Linked DNA regions of Mus musculus: region 1 is linked to region 2. Evidence: chromatin contacts called from public HiChIP or PLAC-seq data. All regions are on one chromosome and are shown on one strand. Each heading gives the region's core, a stretch centred on a gene start, on an enhancer-like site or on the middle of the called end of the contact. The rest is flanking DNA. Distances are from core to core; before and after follow the strand shown.

What was found. HiChIP or PLAC-seq counts read pairs in DNA pulled down with a chosen protein or histone mark.
Region 1: a contact with region 2 is called in an H3K4me3 HiChIP or PLAC-seq map of the SCID.adh cell line, with 20 read pairs. The contact joins the promoter of Zfp131 here to the enhancer-like site in region 2. A contact is called at or near these places in 1 of 39 promoter capture datasets (the 3T3-L1 cell line), 2 of 15 datasets of contacts at CTCF or cohesin (CD8 T cells and pro-B cells), 37 of 484 Hi-C or Micro-C datasets (CD4 T cells, the N1E-115 cell line, Th1 cells and 23 more), 17 of 115 datasets of contacts at active chromatin or transcription factors (the 230-238 cell line, DN3 thymocytes, the HPC-7 cell line and 14 more) and 3 of 9 other capture datasets (adipose tissue, liver and pancreatic islet).

The regions. Positions count from the first base shown.
Region 1 is chr13:119,788,826-119,793,815 of GRCm38.p6, forward strand. It overlaps Zfp131 (zinc finger protein 131), which reads right to left and starts at 1,907. Exons shown (of 8, transcript NM_001302548.1): 1 at 1,680-1,907; 2 at 1,324-1,462; 3 at 35-136. The coding sequence starts at 1,447. It overlaps Gm46390, which reads left to right and starts at 1,446. Exons shown (of 2, transcript XM_017315657.1): 1 at 1,446-1,457; 2 at 1,548-2,864. The coding sequence starts at 1,446. The coding sequence ends at 2,717.
Region 2 is chr13:119,728,385-119,733,373 of GRCm38.p6, forward strand. Nim1k (NIM1 serine/threonine protein kinase) reads right to left here. Exons shown (of 4, transcript NM_175538.3): 2 at 1-139. Among named protein-coding and RNA genes, the nearest start is that of Gm52026, 11 kb to the right of the region's middle. Within about 2 kb of position 3,622, at least 4 of the 459 cell types and tissues checked have an H3K27ac peak or open chromatin away from gene starts, as enhancers often do. A contact at or near this core is called in the N1E-115 cell line and the SCID.adh cell line, where this site is marked.

The DNA.
Region 1 (4,990 bases), core at 657-3,156, 59 kb after region 2:
TATTTTGCTAAGTACTGTGGAAAATACTACTCACCTTCAATTTCAACCAAAGGCTCTTGAGTAAACTCCTGGAAGAATTTGTAGAAGAACTTACTGCAGGCAGCCAAAACAGCCTTGTGGGCCTTAAAATGGTGTCCTAAATAAGGGGGTGGGGTGGGGTGAAGAGATGGAGAGGGAAAAAAACACACTGGCATCAAAATCAAAGTTAAAATCCTTTCTTCACAAAATACATATCTTTACTTCAAAGTAAAAGCTAGTTTATACTAAGCAACAAATTTCTTCTAGCAGTTTCTGTTCCATTCAATTAAGTAGCAACCTACATTTAAACCCACTGAAACAGCTAAATATGGGCTGGAGAACTGGTTTGGTGGTTAAGAGCATCAGCTGTTCTCCCAGGGAAGCCGGGTTCAATTCCCAGCACCCACAAGGCAGCACACAACTGTCTGCAATTCCAGTTCCAAGGGACTTGACACACTCTTCTGACCTCCTCGAACACCTGTCATGGAAGTGGTGCACATATATACGTGTGCAGGCAAAACACTCGTACACAGAAAATAAAATGAAATAAAAGTTCTAAATATGACAGTGCAAAAGTTCACGTATCATTTAGAAAGGGGTGGGGGAGTACAAAGCCAGTGTGTTTGGTACAGGAAATTTTTCAATATGCCTAATATAGCTGTAGGCACAACACACCTACAAACTTTCATTATAAGGAACATCTTGTCTAGAAAGCCAATGTTCACTAAAAGGAACCCTAATCTGGATTTGCCTATACAAGCACGACTAGCAGATTCCCAATTTATTTTTTAGTCACTCACAGTGGGTATGAGTGTAGCCCCAATGAGTGTAGGTGGTTTCTCATCCACTTTCCTTTCCACACCATTTTGGAAAACTAGAATGAAAACTTCCCAAATGATTCTTGTGCTGGACTCCTCAAAGCAGCTTGCTAAGAACGGGCTTATTAACAAAAAACACTGAGACCGCCTCCTTGTTGCCTCCTTGTCTGACCAAACGTTTTGAGGTATCTTCTCTCTCTCCTCCGGGCACCTATCTAACGAGTGTGCAATTATAAAACTTGAGCATGCAGCAAGAAGTTAAAATGTGATGATGCATATCAGACTAGGAGATTAAAATCCAGACTAGCCAACCAGCTTTCTGCGGCATGGTCTACGTGAGCAGCACTGACAGGCGCCCTCCCGGGTCTGATGCAAACCCTCCACCGACTTTGGAAGAGAGCCCGGAGAGGGTGGGTACAAAAAGGCGGGCAGCGAGAGAGAACTGAAGCTCCCCATTTTTCCTCCTCTGCCCACTACCCCGACCCACCGTCGACAATCAGGGTGATGTCCGTAAACCGGTCCTGCTCCCGTTGTTCATTCAATCGGTCCAAGATCATTTTATGATGTTCAGGAAACTCCTGAAGGCATTCCATCGTCTCTTCAGCCTCCATGGCCGTCGGGGTGCTCTACAAAAGAGGAGCATGATAATGTACACCCATGAGCTCGGGCTGACACAAAACCCCTACAACAAGAAACCAAACCAAAACCCAGGTGCCGGGTGGAGGGGGAGAGAAGGGGGAGGGGGAGGCCGAGAGCAAGGCTGGGGAAGAAGAAAGGCGAGCCAGCCGAGCGGCCGCCGCGCGTCGCGGGCCGGAGCCGCGGCCGCGGAACTCCGAGCCTGACCTAATCGGAGCCTGGAGACGCGAGCTGGAGCGGGGTGGGCACAGTGCCGGGAGGCTCAGGGACGCCCGGGAGCGCAAGTCCGGCCGGGGAGGACCCCGAACAGCCTCGGCGGCCTCCCAACGGCCCGCCGAGCCTTCCGCCCGGCCCAGGCTGCGGCGGCCCCGGCCCCGGTCCGGCCCGCGGCCCACAACGACTCCCCGGGTCGCCTCTCCCTCCGGCGCCTCTCCCTCCTCTACCCCCCCCCCCCCCCCGCCCCGACCCGGCCGGCACTCACTCAGGGAAGGAGGAGCGGCCCGGGGCCTGCGCGTCACTTACGTCGACGTGCTGCGTCACCACGCCGGACGCGGACGCACCCGGAGCGCCAATCCCTGCGAAGCCTGGCCACGCCCCTGGGGCCCAGTAAGGAGGGGAGGGGGGAGGGAGCCCCCCCGGGGGGGATTCGGGGCTCCCCGCGCGGCGCTTCGAAGGCTTCCGTGGGCTCTGCTGCGGCTTCTCCCAGTAGAGCAAGGCAGTCTGAGCACCGGGAAGGCTGAGGCCCTGGCGACGCTGCGCTCCGGCAGCCAGCCCGCCCCCACCGGGCCCGTAGCTGCACTTCCGATCGCGAACTCCCGGTGGAATACCGGCTCGGCGGCCCGGGACGCTTATATCCCGCGGCCCCGCCCCGCCCCGCCCCCTTTCCGGAGCGGAGGTGGGCCCTTACCCTTACCTAGCTGGCGCCGGGGCCTCGTGCCTTTCTTTCCACGCTCTCTAGTCCCGTGGCGCAGCTGCTCGGGTACCCAGGCAGCTCCTCGCTCTCCATCTTCACCTCCGCGGCAGGGACGCTCGGACGATCAGCTAGGGGTCCCGCCGACGCACTTGCGCCCTGGGCTCGGCGGCCGCGGGGACGAGCAGGCTCCGGCGCCGGGGATCTCTATTTCTCTCTCTGTCCCCGATGTCTGCCCGGCGGTGGCAGCACGTGCCTGCAGACTCACCAACCCGGTCAGCCTGCAGAGATCCAGTTGTGATTCCTTCATCCCAGCTCTCCGCACCCGCCCCTAAAGTGGCTGGGGACTGCCACTCAGTTGCACGTGGCCGGCTCACTCATTCATCCCAAGAAAGGCTCGTCTGAGGGCAATGCTCTGATAGTTAATGGGTACTGATCGGTAATCTCAATGAGTTGGACAATAAAGACTAATGGAAAGTCCAGTCCTGTGCGAGAGTGGATGTATTCACTTCAAAAGTTTTTGAGGCAATGCCATTGTAATTGTTTTAATTGTAATTGTTTTAAGAAACGGGGGGGGGGGGGCGCGGAATTGGGCGAGAACACGCGCTTTCTACATTCAGACTTTAGTCTGAGCGGAGGTTCAGGTCTGAACAGCAGGTCGGTATTACGAACAAGGTAATCTGGAGAGTCCAACAAAGCGGTGTGAGTTGGAGCCAGACATAACACAGCACATGCAGCCTTGAAGGTCACAGTGTTCCTTTTGCTGGGACAGGCACGCGACAGCCTTAAGGGTCCAAGATATCCGATCTTTTTAACATTTTAGGAGTGGAATCCTTAAAGTCCAGCAGGAAGAGAATGGAGATAATCATTATGAGGGGGCAACTAAGTAGACACGATGATGTCAACGAAGTATTTAGCTATATGAACCTCTTTAGGGGAAAGCGCTAAAGCATTAAAGTGTGTGGATAATTTATGAAGAATCTTCGAGAGTGACGGATTAGCGCCTTGTAGATTGAACTGGTCTGCTGTATGTTTTTAGTATTAGGATTGTTGTTATTACACCCATTAAATTTTTTTTCTAAACTGGGCAGTGGTGGCACACGCCTTTAATCCCAGCATTTGGGAGGCAGAGACAGGCAGATTTTGAGTTCGAGGCCAGCCTGGTCTACCAAGTGAGTTCCAGGACAGCCAGGGCTATACAGAGAAACCCTGTCTCGGAAAAACAAAAAAAAAAAAAAAAAAAAAATTCTAGATTAATGTATATAATTGTTTTGTCTGCATGTACATATGTGCACCATGCGTGTGCCTCTTGCCAGAACTGGAGATACAGATGCTTATGAATTACCACATGGATTATGGAAATGGAAGAGCAGCAAGTTTCTCTTTAATCGCCAGCCCATCGCTCCAGCCCCTATTCACACTATTTCTTAGGACAAGAAATTACATATAAAAATAAGCTTTGGGGGAAACTCCAGGATGGAGGGCTGCTTCCCTGTATGTTTGAGTTGGTTAAGTGGAAGACATTTCTGTTTTAGAATTTGAGCTTCCCAACACAACACTTTCCATGACCCTGCTCCTAACATTTATTTATTTATTTATTTATTTATTTATTCATTCATTCATGTATTTAAAGGGTCTCACTATGTAGCCCTGACTGGCCTGGGATTTGATATGTAGACTAGGATGACCTCAAACTCACAAATCTACCTTCCTCAGCCTCCCTAGCACTGGCATCAAAGGCCTGCTCCTTTGTGTCTGGCCATAACATTCATTTTTGGATATTTGCCTAGTCGGAAGTTTGAAGCTTCTGTGCATAAAGCATCCAAGTGGAAGCAACAATGTTTATCCCTTGGAAAGTATCTGTTTATATACTTGAAAAAAAATGTTGAAAGGGCCAAGAAAGTGCAGCAAGAGGAAGGTGGGAAAACAGATAAGAAGGACATGAGAGAAGGGTGTTTCTAAAGCGGAAGGCTGGCTACTGGGGATGTCTCAATCGCCAGAAACCCACATAAATGCCAAGAGGATGTGGCGTCCCTCCTGTAATTCCAGACTTGCAAAGCAAAAATGGGATTCCCACAGTGGGCTGTTTAGCAAGACTAACCTTATCAGCAAGTTTTGGGCTTGATTAAGAGATGAATAAGGTGGAAGAGGGACGGAATGTGATTCCTCACATGAGCAGGGGTGCCCACACATGTGCAAAGAACAATACAGTGGGGCCAGGGCACACAAGAGCTGTTCATCTGTGCCAAAAGTACAGATACCAGCAAAGTCCAACTCAACACATGCACTCTCAGGTGTCTCAGTTAATTGACGCCCTTTTCAGGCAGCTCAGCTAGATTCTGCTTCTCTCCGGCATCTTTGCTTGCTTCCTCCGAGAGGGCCTCTCAGCTTTTATTATTTACGCTGTCAGGAAGGGGCCTAGTGAGGAAAGTGATCTTTTTCAGAGATGCTCTCTTGAGCTGTTTACCTTCCTGCTCGAGGTAGAGATGTTTCTTTCTTTTCTTTTTTCTTTTTCCTTCTCACTCAGACCTGGCTTGTTCCGGCCCAAAGATTGATTGATTGATTGATTGATATGTAAGTACATGTAGCTGTCTTCAGACACACCAGA
Region 2 (4,989 bases), core at 2,372-4,871:
CCAGAAGAGCCTTTGGTTAACACAGGCAGCCACAGAAGGATTAAGTCTCTCCACAATGTCACTTTAGCCGGCCTTTATTTAGATGAGCCGTCTTCTAAGCCCTGAGCTGTCCTGAAAATTTGGCAGATGACAGCTCATCCTAAGGACAGAGTAGAATAGTTGTTAGTCCGTTCTAATGTAATGAACAGGAGAATGTGACACTGCTTTATGAACATTTTCATAAAAGCACTCTACAAATGTCATATCAATAGTCAGAGAAGTCAACATGTATCTATGATGGCCGTTTGAATGTTTTCTGTAACATCACTTCTCCATGAGGAAAGAAAGCACATTTGCCCTCACTTCCCCTTCCAGAGCACGGAATGTGGGCTCTGTGTATTGAGCGTTCACTAAATGTATATTGAACTTGATTTTTGAACTTGAGCATTTTTTTCAAACTAAAAATGTGGCAAACCAACCAACCCAAAAATCCAACCTAGCAGATTGCCTTGGAAATACAGATTTCCAGTCTGTTTGAAAACATCATATTCTTGTTATGAATGGAACTGCCTCACGGTTGTTATAGGTTAAGTATGCTGTTGCTATGAAAAAGGTTAAGAAGCTCAGGCCCAGCATTCCTCCTCTTTCTGTATATGAGGACATGAAGGTGTAAGAGCGTAGGGTTAAAAGGGGCCACATAGGGCTGGAGAGATAGCTCAGCAGTTAAGAGCACTGACTACTCTTCCAGAGGTCCTGAGTTCAATTCCCAGCTACCACATGGTGGCTCACAACCATTTGTAATGGAATCCGATGCCCTCTTCTGGTGTGTCTGAAGACAGCAATGGTGTAACCATATACATAAAATAAATAAATCTTTAAAAAGGGTGGGGTGGGGGGGGCACATAGCAGTAACTAACCCAGCTCTAAGGTAGAGTGATTCAGTTGTTTAAAAAAACAAAGTTAAGGCAAAAGTTCCTTTATTGGTGTAGAGAAATTTAAGACATTAATTAGTAATTGTCCTGGGCTCACAGGCTCCTTTGAACAAAATCTATGAGCAGGAAAAAGCACAGCCACACAATTTGCATCCAATCGTAGAGAGTCCACAGACACTCCGAAACCTATCTCTGTATGTCTGGCTAAGCGAAGATCAAGTGACACTAGGGGCCATCAGATTTGCAAAACGGAGCTCAGGAGAGACAGGAGTAATGCTAACCATAATTCTGAAAGACACTTTAGCTTAGCCTGTGCAAAAGACATCTAGCTGGGGTGTGGTGAGTCACTTACAGTGCAGTGCTGTGAAGAGCCTCGGCTGTGCCCTTCTGAGCTGCCTCCTCACCACGATGCCCTTGACCAGGGCCTATTTTACCAGAGCTAAATAAATAAATGGGGGTGTGCTTTGTTCCGTCTGTACCCCAGGGTTCTTTACAGTGCCTGGCACTCATAAGTTTGCTGAAGAAGAAATCAACTAAACACCAAGTTATCCAATGTTAGACTTTGGTGTGATTAAGCAGAGGTAAATAACTTTTTCATATATGCACTAATGACACTAGCCCAACATTAAAAATTGGGCTATGCTCTACCACCTGTTAGGACTCCTGACCCCACCCTCTGGTGTAGATCTTAACTGCAATTCCATCACTCAATCGGGAAGTGTTGCAGGACTCCTGACAAAGGGGTCTTCTTTGTTCGTTCCAAGAGCTCCACTCTTCCCAAGCCCTCAGGACTCCAGGCCCTTGTTCCCCTTGGCTCCTACACAGTTGCTGGCCACGCCATTACTCATTCTCTGCTTTCCTGGTTCCCCAAAGCTCTCAAATTGGGCTCTGTATCTTGAGCTCCACTCAGGCCCTAAAATTACAACAGTGTTTTAACGTCACTAACCTAATTAACTTTTGGTGCCTCCTAGGAACAGCATTCCACATGGAGGAGAGGTCAGATATGATTGCTGATGGAAGTCAAGATGTATAGTGGTTTACAAGTTGTATACCCTCAAGTTAGATTTCTTGTGATGTGGTCTTAAATAAATTCTCTTAACAGCCAGGGAAACAGTTGCTCTTCTGTTTAAATTAGATAAAGAAGCTTTTACAAATCTACAAGAATGGGGTTTGTATTGAAGGTGAATTGAAACTTGTTGATAATGCTAATAATCCAATTGAGGGAAATGAACCTTTTGCTATTTCAAAATAAATCACGTAACTAAATAAAAAAAAAAAAAAGCATAAAACACAGGGTGCATACCTCAATGGTTAGGTTGAAGGTTGCAGAGCCAAAATCATGGGAACTACTTGAGTGAGAAAGAGGGCAAGAACCAAGCCTTTGTTTCTGCAAAGCTAGGCTGGAATGTCCTCAGCCCTCCTTCCTCCTGAGCTCAGGAAGAACCCTGGGCACAGAGAGCAGTAGGTAAAGGTTGTCTATGCAATCCTGTTCCTTCATCTTCCTGCACTTGCAGTTTCTGGAAAGGAGGGGACCAACCATTGACACCCCCAGGCAGGGGATTTTCTTTGGTTGAACTAGCTCAGGAGAGAAGAACCTCCCAAAACCTACATTTGGAGATTGTGCAATGTGCAAAAAGCTCTCTGACTGTCTACTGCACAATCCTTGAATGCCAGTGCCAGAGAGAGAGAGAGAGAGAGAGAGAGAGAGAGAGAGAGAGAGAGAGAGAGTTATGAGTGAGGAGAAACTCTACACCCTCACACTCTACATGAATGAAAATCTGAATTAAAGAATGAATAGGAATGGTAAATCTGCGTCACTGTATATGTCCACGGGTGAATACAGATTCATTTTGCAAAGTTCTGTTTCCTCCCACCCCCCACTCCTATCCCCACCCCCGTCACCACCAACTGGAGACTTACATTGGGTCTGCCAATAGAAATTCCACTTAGAGTTTAAAGAACTGCTACCAACAGTAATCGCCTGACTGCTTTTTACTAGTCTCCCCAGACATCAAGCTAGATCATGTTGAAAATTAGACAGAATAATGGAATTAAGACATGATTAATTTCAGGCGAAGTCTCCCATTTTTCAGATGCAGGTAGTTTCTGCTGTTGTTCTTGTCCTTTGCCCCTTTGATTTTGGCCAGTTTTTATGGATGCTAATAAGAGCTTAGAATCTCAACCAGACAAATATATGGAGTCAGTCATCGTACATCAAAGTATCCGAGGAGGAGGCAGAATGCCACTTAATTATTAGCTTGCCGCCGCAGCACAGTGATGCGTTAAATAAGATGAAAGAAAACAGAACTTCCTTGGTAATTTATTTTCTTGACTTGCAACACGCTGTGAAGATAATATCAAAGGAAGCCATCTTGCCTTTGTTCTCTTTGTCTCCATTTCTAAACTTCTGGGCAAAGCTTTCAGACAATTCCTTTGTTGGCTGGCAGGGCCAGGCTTGCTTAGGGGAAATGCTGGGTGATTTATTTATTTATTTATTTATTTATTTATTTATTTATTTCTATGTGTGGCAAGGAGATTGGGTGATAATCAGACTGTGGTTGTAAGCCTTCTCAGACACGTCACACCCTCACAGAGATCGTTAACAAATACAGTCCATTTGGAAGTTTATTTTAGCATTTAGAAATCATTTGAACCATATTACTTTTGGCCTTAGCTCCTATTTCCCAACATATATGCACTGAGATTCCCCATAGGGGAGCAGTGAGGAGGTTCTGAAGCAAATACAAAATCAGTGTAAACTGTTTCTGTGTGAGGGCAGCGCTACTACGCTGTAACACTTGATAGCACAGGATGCTTCCACCCACACTCACAATCCATGGCCAGCCTGCTCACTCTGCTGGGCCTACACCAGCTCTTTTCAGTATTGAGTTCTACCACAGTGGAGAGTCCCGTGACTATCAAGATCACAGACTGAAATGTCTGTGAGGGTGGCACAGGAAGGACTTTTATACGGATGACCCTTCTAGGTACCCGTGCCCAGCATGCCAAGGCAGCCCTTGCTTCCCCCCAGTTGGGAAGCCATGCTCAAATGCTAATGTATGTTTGTCAAGTCTTGTAATTCCCCAAAGAAACTGGCAACTGAGAGTTTGTTTTTGTTTTTAAATAAACTCTCTAAGTCTTTAAGTGGTGGATTAAATATTTTTAAAACATGAGTAGACAAAATTGAAAATTTGGACCAGAGGGGTGTGTGTGTGTGTGTGTGTGTGTGTGTGTGTGTGTGTGTGTGCATGTGGAGGTCATTCAACAGGGCATTGTCTGGTGTAAAATGTCTAGCACTTTTTAGTCAACAGCTATTCTATTCTTTGACAGAGCAAACTTTAGTGACTACTTAAAAATCATACTGTGTCGGGATGGGGGAGATGATTCAGTGGGTAAAGTGCTTCGTATTCAAGCACGAGGACATGAATTTGGACTACCAGCCTCTGTGCAAAAGCTGGATGCCGTCGTGAGCATCTATGCCCCTAGCGCTTCGGATGCAGAGAAAGAGAGACCCTAGGGGCACACTGGCCAGCCAGCTAACTAAAACAAGGAGCTCCAAGTTTAGTGAGAGACATTGTCTTGGAAAAACACGAGATGGAGAGAGCTGGAGGAAGTCCCCTCACCTCAGCCTCTCACCCCTCATCTCAGCCTCTGACATATCCCCCAGGAATGGAAACCCTGACAACACTGTAAAGTGAGCACTCTTCAGTCCCCTTCTATGGATTAAATAAATAAAATCTAAAGGCAACCAAAGTTAACAAACTCGCCTTTGAGTTGGCTTCTTGGGGGGTGAGAACTGAGTGTCTAGGTCACCTCTCAACCGTGCATTTCAAACAAACAAGAATGGAAAAGGCCAAGATCCAAAAGAAGAATTTCAGGCTCCTGGATGCATTTTAGTTCCATTTCCAAACATAAACCCTCCTAGCACCTTTTTGAGACAGTGCTTGCCTTCAGACAAGTGGGGTGTGTGTGTGTGTGTGTGTGTGTGTGTGTGTGTGTGTGTGTGTGAGAGAGAGAGAGAGAGAGAGAGAGAGAGAGAGAGAGAGAGACATGGAGATGTGTCATGAACCTGAACCTG